2 separate regions of the Muntiacus reevesi genome follow, and region 1 is linked to region 2. The links are chromatin contacts, called in public Hi-C maps. All regions are on one chromosome and are shown on one strand. Each heading gives the region's core, a stretch centred on a gene start, on an enhancer-like site or on the middle of the called end of the contact. The rest is flanking DNA. Distances are from core to core; before and after follow the strand shown. Region 1 holds the start of GDE1 (glycerophosphodiester phosphodiesterase 1). Region 2 holds the start of SMG1 (SMG1 nonsense mediated mRNA decay associated PI3K related kinase).

The links. A called contact is a pair of places that touch in the nucleus more often than the background predicts.
Region 1: a Hi-C map of blood shows a contact between it and region 2, with 4 times the contacts expected there. The contact joins the promoter of GDE1 here to the promoter of SMG1 in region 2. A contact is called at or near these places in 2 of 3 Hi-C or Micro-C datasets (blood and muscle).

What each region holds. Positions count from the first base shown.
Region 1 is chr2:195,814,082-195,818,730 of mMunRee1.1, reverse strand. GDE1 (glycerophosphodiester phosphodiesterase 1) reads left to right here and starts at 1,829. Exons shown (of 6, transcript XM_065924421.1): 1 at 1,829-2,241. The coding sequence starts at 1,981.
Region 2 is chr2:195,276,593-195,281,637 of mMunRee1.1, reverse strand. It overlaps SMG1 (SMG1 nonsense mediated mRNA decay associated PI3K related kinase), which reads left to right and starts at 3,484. Exons shown (of 65, transcript XM_065924419.1): 1 at 3,484-3,976.

The DNA.
Region 1 (4,649 bases), core at 580-3,079, 540 kb before region 2:
GACCTTTGTCAGCAAAGTGATGGCTCGGCTTTTTTATATACTGTCCAGGTTTCTCATAGTTTTCCTTCCAAGGAGCAAGAATCTTAATTTTATGGCTGCAGTCACCATCTGCAGTGATTTTGGAGCCCAAGAAAACAAAAATCTGCTGCCGTTTCTACTTTTGGGGGACCAGACGCTGTGATCTTAGTTTTTTGAAAGTTGAGTTTTAAGTCAACTTTTTTTTCACTCTCCACTTTTACCCTCTTAAGAGGCTCTTTAGTTCTTCCCTTTCTGCCATTAGAGTGGTATCATCTGCATATCTAAGGTTGTTGATGTTTCTCCTAGTAATCTTGATTCCAGCTTGTGATTCATCCAGCCTGGCATTTTGCATGATATACTTTACATATAAGTTAAATAAGGGTGACAATATACAGCCTTGATGTACTTCTTTCCCAATTTGGAACCAGTCCATTGTCCTATGTCCAGTTTTAAGTGTTGCTTTTTGTTCTGCTTACAGGTTTCTCAAGGGACAGGTAAGATTTTCTGGTATTCCCACCTCTTTAAGAATTTTCCACAGCTTGTTGTGATCCACACAGTCAAAGGCTTTAGCATAGTCAATGAAGCAGAAGTACATTGTTTTCTGGAATTGCTTTAACTTTCTCTATGATCCAACAGATGTTGACAATTTGCTCTCTGGTTCCTCTGCCTTTTCTAAGCCCAGTTTGTGTATCTGGAAGTTTTCAGTTCACATACTGCTGAAGCCTAGCTTGAAGGATTTTGAGCATAACCTTATGAGCATATGAAATGACTGCAACTTGACAGTAGTTTGCTTTGCTATGATCTTTTATTCCCTTTGAATCTGAAACATCCTTCTCAAGTTGACTGAATTCAGTCTCCAGAGAAAATACGCAACTGAAGCTGTTGTGAGAATCAGTAATACATAAAGCACTTGCAGGAATGGAACCTGTAACATGGTTAAAGTGAAAAAGTGAAAGTGAAGTCGCTCAGTAGTGTCGGACTCATAGCGAACCCATGGACTGCAGCCTACAAGGGTCCTCCGTCCATGGGATTTTCCAGGCAAGAATACTGGAATGGGTTGCCATTTCCTTCTCCAGGGGATCTTCCTGACCCAGGGATCACACCCGGGTCTCCCGCATTGTAGACAGACGATTTACCGTCTGAGTCACCGGGAAAGTCCGTAACATGGTTATATGCTCTATAAATGTTAGCTGTACAGTCTATTATTTCCCCCCCCACGAGAATGTAAGCACCATGAGAGCAAGGACCCTGTCGGTCCTGTTCACTGCTGTTGCCCTGAGCATCTGGACTGGTGTTTGCATGAAGTGAAGTTAAAGTCACTCAGTAGTGTCTGGCTCTTTGCGACCCCATGGACTATGCAGTCCATGGAATTCTCCAAGGCCAGAGTGGGTAGCCTTTCCCTTCTCCAGGGGATCTTCCCAACTCAGGGATGGAACCCAGGTCTCCCGCATTGCAGGCGGATTCTTTACCAGCCGAGTCACAAGGGAAACCCCGGTGTTTGCATACCTTAAACTAATAAATAGTCTAAGCGTCGTGCTCCTTCAAAGGAACCCTGGGCAGGTCTCTTGATGGCAAAATCGAGTCATTAAGATCTTTTCTAGTCTTACGACCTTAAGACTGCTCTTATATCCCTCCCCTTCTTTCTAGTGTTTGAAAGCCTTGATAAAAGTCCGGACTGCAGGTTAAACCCAAAGCCACTTTGGAATGCCAGCCGGGAGCCTGAGCCCGTCTCCGTTGCCTTGGCAGCGGCTCCGCCCCGAGCTCTGGAGATCCTCGGCCCTGATTGGCTGGGCCTCGGACTCCTTCTCCGGAAGTAGCGGCTGCCGCCATTGTGCGGCGCTGGTCCACTCAAAGGGTGCTGGCTGCAGCCGGCGTTTTGGGCTCTCGTCCTCGCTTCTCGGTGTCCTGTCCTGGGAGCCCGGCGGGTCCGGGCCTCCCATCCGTGCCGGTGCGGGCGCCGGCATGTGGCTGTGGGAGGATCAGGGGGGCCTCATGGGCCCCTTCTCCTTCCTGCTGCTGGTGCTGCTGCTGCTGACGCGCAGTCCCTTCAATGCCTGCCTCTTCACTGGCAGCCTCTACCTCCTGTTGCGCCTCTTCAGCTTTGAGCCGGTGCCCTCCCGCAGGGCTCTGCAGGTGCTCAAGCCCCGGGACCGCGTTTCCGCCATCGCCCACCGCGGAGGCAGCCACGACGCTCCCGAGAACACGCTGGCGGCCATTCGGCAGGTGAGTCCCGCGCCCCTCCCGCCCCTGTGCCCCTCCTGGGAGGTTGGACTTTTGCCTGCCTTTCCGAAGCTTCCCCAGCCTTTTCATGATGGCCTTGCCATTCCCCATTCGTCCACAAAGAATACACTGAGGTGACCATCAATCCGTCTGAATTCCGGAAAATCTCCTGACTTCCAAGTATTTATGGAACACTGCAAATACCTGTGTATTTGCTATATGCCAGGTACTGAGGATAGTCATGACCAAGACAGAAGGGGTCCCTGCTTTCACAGAGCTTGGCGTTGGAGTAGGGGAGACAGGCCTTAAACAAGTACGTAAATGAGGTACTTTTAAGAGAGCAATGAGTGCAATGAAGAAATAGGCTAACGCAATAAGGAATGACTAGAGGAAGAAGTCATGCTACTGTAGACAAAAATCCTGTTGGAAAGTGACCTTTGAACTGAAACTGTAATTATGAAGAGCCACCCATTAATCTGGGGGGAGAGTGCTCCAGGAAATGGAAACAGCAAGTGCAAAGGTTCTGAGGTGGGAATGATGTTGGGATCCTTAGGTAACAGAATAGTATATGGCCTGAGTTCAAGGGGCTAAACAAAGGTTGGTGTGTGAATGAAGCAGGAAATCTGGCCTGGTTAAGGAGAGTCTTGGTCAGTGGTTAGCTTACATATTCTAAGTGGATCGCTTTCACAGGGGCTGTCTTTATTTGCCCTCCTAAGTATCCAGATCCTCTCCTTATTAGGATCCCCAGGGTCAGACAACCCTGACAGCAGGACTCCTGATGATTTCTGCCTCCCCTTTTCACAAGGCTCTCTTGGCAGTCTCCAGACTTCATCATAATGATAGCTTGCTTAGTAAGAGAGCTTTCCAGTTGTCTGGGCACTGTTGCATCTGTGAAAATATATCTGATCCTCTCATTTCTCTGAAACAGTTTAACGTTGAGTCAGTAGGAATACTGGCTCAAACACACACAGCTCTTTCTCAAATTCAGCGTTTGACTCTGTAAGCTCAGCTTCTCTCTACACCGGTGCCAAGTCAAATCTCAGAGACAGAGTTTTGGGTGAAGTAGAAAAAGATAGCTTTATTGCTTTGCCAAGGAAAGGGGGCCACAGTGGGCTAATGCTCTCAAAACCATGTGTCCCCACTTTGGAAAGACAGCGAGTTTTATAGTAATTCTTCAAAGAGGGCATGATCAGCTCATGGACATTCTTCTGATGGGTTGGTGGTGAGCTAAGTGGGAGTCAACATCTTCAACCTTCAGGTCCAACTGGTCTGGGATCTACATGCTTCTGGGCAGCATACCCTCGTTAATCATAAATTCACCCACCTGGAGGGGGTTTTAGTACCTGTAAAATAACTCAAAGATATTGCTGTGTTTATCTATTGATAGGGAAACAGGACCTTGCCCCAAGACTGCTCTTGACTATTTCTCCCTGGTCTCCCTTCCCTGATTAACAACTGCTTGACTCTGCCCTTTGGAACTCAGGGAAGGTCATGGAGGCTGGCTGAAAGCTGTTTCCTATAATACAAGAAGTGGGGGGACACAAATAAGTCTTTGTGCCCACGAGCTCTGCAGGGCCCTGCGCGGTATCACCTTCTGATTCTAAGCCCCAGTGCTCTTTGTTGTAGATTAGAATATTCATGTTCCAGGATGTTGAATTTGGACTGACCTTTCTTTGTCCAGCTAAGGGACAGACAGTTTTGTGTGGTGAGCGAGTTACTTAAGCGCTCTGTGCCCCAGTCAGAGTCACGAGTAGGAAGTAGCAAGCATAGCATACCTTGCCTCACTCTGATCCTAGCTCTGACCTTAGTTTCCTCATTGGTAAAGTGGGAATAATGTTAATATCCGCCTAATCAGTTGTGATTCAGTAAAGTAGTCTACATAAAGTGCTCGGCCCAAGATAAGACTTCCACAAATGTTAGCTCTTTGGGCCAAGAATCTAAAGACAAAGGTAAAAAGTTTTAAGTCTGAAGAAGGAAGAGGGTCAGAAGGCAGTTTTAATTTGGTGAAGGGCATCTAACTTTATAAACCAAGTTATGTCTTTTATGCTTCTTTCCCTTTAGTTCTTTGTGACAGAAGGGAGACAGAGCAGCTCTTCTAGCATTCTGCTTAAAAATAATTCTAAAAACATCAGGAACAAAATAAAACAATAAAAAAACAAGCAAAAAAAAAAAAAAAGGACAGACTTTTAGGCACAGTGGGAGAAGGAGAAGGTGGATGATTTGAGAAAATAGCATTGAAACATATACATTGCCATATGTGAAATAAAAAGCCAGTGGGAAGTTGATGTAAGATGCAGGGAACCCAAAGCCAGAGCTCTAACAACCTGGAAGGATGAGGTGGGGAGTGAGGTGGAGGGTTGTTCAGCAGGGAGGGGACACGTGTATACCTGTGCCAGTTCATGCTGATGTGT
Region 2 (5,045 bases), core at 2,235-4,734:
TTTAATTACTCTAAGTCAAGTGCTGTGCTGTTGGCTGGGGATAGAGGAGGTAGAGGTGAGACAGGTATGAGCTTGATTCTCACAGAGTTTGTACCCTCAGGGTGAGACAGATAATAAATATGCAAAGAAACCCAATACTTGCAGATGGTGATGGGTGTTACAAAGGAAAGAAATGGGGTGTGTGATAGAGCACACCTGGATAGGGTACTGGCCTGCTTTTTTGAAGAGGGAGGTCAGGGAAAACCTCTCAGGAAAATTGAGATGGTCCAAGGAAAACAGGACTAAGGTGAGACAAATGAGGTGCCTAGCTGCCCTGATTTAAGGAGGCACTCACTTGCAGGCCTGTGCCAAGTGCAGGATTGCATTTGGACAGTCAGTCTCAAGAGTGAGTACCTCCTTAAATTCAGCGCCAGAGGCACTCCACTCTTTACCCTAGTCCCAACTCTAATGGGAACAAAGTTAAGAAAGGCATTCCAGGCAGAGGCAAGATCAAGTACCAAAGAAAACCAAACCAAACACACAAACCTCTGGGACTGGAGAGGCTCAGTGTGTTTCAGGAACAGAAATTGTCTTTGTGTTTGGAGTGGAATTAAAAAGTCCTAATGGAACCAGAGAAGCCGAACCACCTAAAGAAGTGAGAAAAAATTTTGGAAAGTTTTGAACATTGATCATATTTGATGTATATGTATTTTTAATTATCCAAATAGTCATCATGGGAGAACTGAGCTTTTAAGTCTTTCTTTCCCAGTGGTTTAGAACTTTTATACCAACATATTTTGGGAGGTAAGGGTGGAGGGTGGAGTCCCAAATAGCATTTTCAGTTCTTAGGTGCTCAAAAATGGTGTTTCTCAGTCTTGTGTGCATATTAGAATCTTCTGGGGAAGTCTTAAAAATATTAATGCCTGACTCTACATTTAGAGATTCTGATTTTTTTTTTTTTTTAAACTGGGGTACAGCCTAGGTGAGAGGATTTTACTATGAAGAAGAAATCTAGAACCATTATTAGGATCCTGTTCACAGGTATGAGCAGCCCTGGGATGTTTGCAATGCAGGATAAGCCAGTTTTTACAGGCTCTTAGTAATGATGAGTCTAGATTTTATCTAGAGAATGGGAAGCCATTGATGTGTTTTGACCAGTATGGTCACATGATCTGATCTTTATTTGAAGAAAATAACTTTGCAGTGTCGCATATCTTCTTAGGATAGAGTCCTAGGAGAGGAATCTCCTAGGAGGAAAGAGAATTCATTTTAAGTCTTTGGATACACACTCTTAAATTGCTTTCCAGGAAGTTGCTGCTAATGACACTTCATTCACCTTCTGCGTTCTTACATCTCCTCTGTATCAACACTGTTTTTGAGGGTTAATCATTTCTATGTAAACAGTAGGGGAAAAAATGATAAATAAAAAGCAATTGTTTGAGCAACTGGGCACAACCCCTGCCAGTTACTTTTTTTTTCTTTTTCTCATTCTTCACTGGTCATATATTATACAAATAGCCCATGTGCTTCAGAGAAGCGGAGGATCTGATTTTTAGCTAACATTTTTCGATTGCTTACCAAGTGGCAGGCACTGTGAAAAGCACTTTACACGCAAGATCGCTATTAACCCTCTCAACATCCTGAAGAGGTCAGTGCTAATATTATCATCTATAGTTTACAGATGAGAACCTGGGGCACTCAGCCTCCGCCCCACCTCCCAGCTTTTACACAGAGTTGGAATTTGATCCCAGAGCCCTCCCTTGAATTACTCTGCTGGTGTTCTGTAATTTGAAAAGGTTAGAGGACTGCTGAAATTTTTCTCAGGGTTCTAGGGTACTGATTAGTCTTTTGGAAATCATTTTGGAATTCGAACAACTGACCTAATTTGGTCACTGCACCACTGTTGCAATCAACTGTTGAAGGAAATCAACATGATTAACTGGCTACATCAGCCATTTGCTCAGGGGTCTGAGAGTCCCAGAGAGGAGAGCGGGAACTCACCTGAAGCACAAAAAGAAAACAATCCGAGGAAAACAGGTACAAGGAATCCTCAAAATTTAGAATTAAGAAAAGGCTTTGGGTGAGGGGGCATTTTTACTCAGATTGTGAGAAAGGCTTGCAGGATGGTAAAGAGAGGAAAGGTTGAGCAAACACAGCAATTTTAGCTATTTCTAATAATATTGAATAGATTATCTCTCTGACCCCCTACTTCCAGAATTCCTTGAGGATAGGGATTGAGTAGGGCCCCTTTTACAACAGTGGGATCCTTCCTCAAGCAAGTATGGGGGAACCCAGGGCAAATTTCCAGATGTATTCCTTTTCACATAGGTTTTTTATTAAAAAAAATTTTTTTTACGCATGTGGGTGACCATACTTAGGTCTGACCTAGTGGGAATTTCTGGGTTGAGTCAAACAGCCCCAGTTCAGAGGAGTTTCTTTTTTCCTGGATGGGTGAAGTGGGGCGGGGGCGGGGGTGAGAAAGTGCATTTGAAAATCTAACTTTCCATCCTCTACAACTGGCAGGATCATAACTTTTTGAGAGGTTGGTGGGCATAAAGAAGGAGTGGAAGGTTGAAAGAGGATGAGTAATATCTCATAATCTCAAGTATGTTTGGTAACCATTTTTAATCACACAAGCAATATATACATTTTTCTCTTGCAACATAAAATAGGTTAAGACCCTCTGTGCAGACAGGGGTAAGATCCATTTGAATAACCTCCCCAAATTTAACTCCTGTTACCTGTCTGATGTGCACTTTGCTGAAATTTTATTCTACATGGCATTCGCATTACGTATCAAATGATTTACTGAAGACTTTCGGAGGACTGTCGTGATGGGGGAAGAGTGCTTAGGCTGTCCTCCTTCCCACCCCCACTCTCCAGTCTCTTTTTGTTGGGGAAAGTGGGCAAGTGTTACCGTGAGAAGATAGAGCATATTTCACGTTTCAGGGGATCGGGGTTGGTGCTTGTCAGTAATTAGCTTTTTCTACTTATTTATTTATTTATTTTTGCAATGAGAAGAAACGGTCAAGGTGTCAGAACTCTATGGGCGCATTTCAGGTAGAGGCAGGGTAGATGGAGGTCAATCCGCTTTTTAAAAATTTCCACTTTTTACCGTAGAAGGTGAGGAACGTGGACACACGTGAACCCTCAAGGCACGTGTGTGGATGTATGCACGCGCGCCCCCTCGCTCCCCCCACCCCCTCAAGGGCACCGCAGCTCTAGACTGGTTGCCGGCTTACACCTGACTGCCCGGCCCTCAGGGGGTCAGGTGCTTCCCCGGGCGTAAGTGGAAGGGTGTGCGTGTGGGGGTGGTGGCGAAGATCCCCTCTCCCGTGATCCCCCGCGGCGGGGCTGGACTTCGGCGCGGTCCGCGGAGAGCAGCGACTAGCGCAGGCAGTCGGAGGACAGTCGGCTCAGTGCGCCGGCCCCGCCCCAGGCCCCGCCCTTCTGATCTGGCCCCGCCCCTGCCCTGGACCGGCGGGCACCGGCACCGCCCCTCTTTCCCAGGATGCCGTGCGGCAGCGGCGGCGCGGCGGGCGGAGCCGGGAGGCGGGGAAGCCGTGGCTGTGTGAGCGTGGGGCGCCGTCGCCACCGCCTCCTCCTCACTGTCCTCCTCCTCCTGGGCCCGGGCGTCGCGGGCCGCGGACGGCCCTGGAAGAGAAGTCGCCTCCCCTTCCTCCGCCTCCCTCGCGCCGCGGCACTCCCGCCTCCTCGTCCTGCGCTGCGGGCTCAGGCGGAACCCGGAACGGCCGTCCGCCTCCCCCGCCCTCCGCCGCCTCCTCCTCCTGCTGCTGCTCGGCTTCCTCCTCAGCCCCGGGCCGGAGCGGAGTGTCGGCGGCGGCCGGTTTGGGCGGCGACTCGCGCTTCTTCGGGCGGCGGCGCTTGGCCATGTCGTGTCGGGGAAGGTAATGAGCCGCAGAGCCCCGGGGTCTCGGCTGAGCAGTGGCGGCGGCGGCACCAAATACCCGCGGAGCTGGAATGACTGGCAACCCAGGTAGGTGAGCCGGCGCCCAGCCCGCCGCCGCGACCTCGGGCCCCTCCTCGGGCGGGCCGAGGCCTAGGACCGCCGGGGTGGGAGGCGCGGCCTAGGCTCTCCACACCCCCCGCACCCCCCCCCCCCCGCACCGAAAACCGGGCGCGGCTTCCTGGGTCCCCTCCCGCCCCGGTCGGGAGAGGAAGGCCGCTGGGAGGCGAGGCCTAAATGCCTCCCCTTTCCCTGCGCTTCAGTCCGGGGGCTGGAGTCGAGAACCCGGGACCCCGGGAGAAGGCACTTGCCTAGGAATTGGGTTCAGGAGGGTGAAGGAAGGGGGACCAGGTTGTGGGGGTGAGTTGACTTACTACCTTTCCCTCAAGTTGGGCGTTGAGTTTGAGGGATCCTGAGAGTATTGGATCCTCTCTGTTTATCCATTAACTTCCCTGATCTCTCACCCGCTCAGCCCCCACGTGAAAGATTTTTCCTTAACAGCGATCTCTATTGTGACACCCACCCCCCCCACGTGTTAATCTTAAAACACACACACACACACAACCCAACACTCCCGAGTCTTTACTCTGACAACAGGGTAGTTGTGGAGCGTGAGACGTGATTGTGACTGTGTTAATGGGGACCGACCGACCCTGGTACTGAAGAGTGAAGTGCAGGGGCAGTTATTTGGGCGGAGAGCAGTTCATACCTGGACACTTGAGCGGACACTCGTTTACAGGAGTAGAGAATTTGTTTTCAGAAAGGTTTGGGGCCTAGTTGGAAGTGAATATTTGGAAAATCGACTGTTTTTTGTTTTTTTTCCCTGTTTTTTTTTTGGCCTCTCCACGCTGGTTGCAGGATCCCAGCTGCTCTACTAGGCATCGAACCTGGGCCTGGGTAGCGAAAGCCGGGAATCCTCACCACTAGGCCACGAGGGAACTCCTTGAGGAGCATTGACTTAAAAAAAAAAAAAGTAATTTTCATGTCTTTCTGACTAATCATGGGCCAGTTGTACCTTATTTAGGACTGATTTATTCTTACCTCTCTTACTGAATAAGTGCTTGTAATAGACTATTGGAACTTCGCCCAGTGCCTGGAA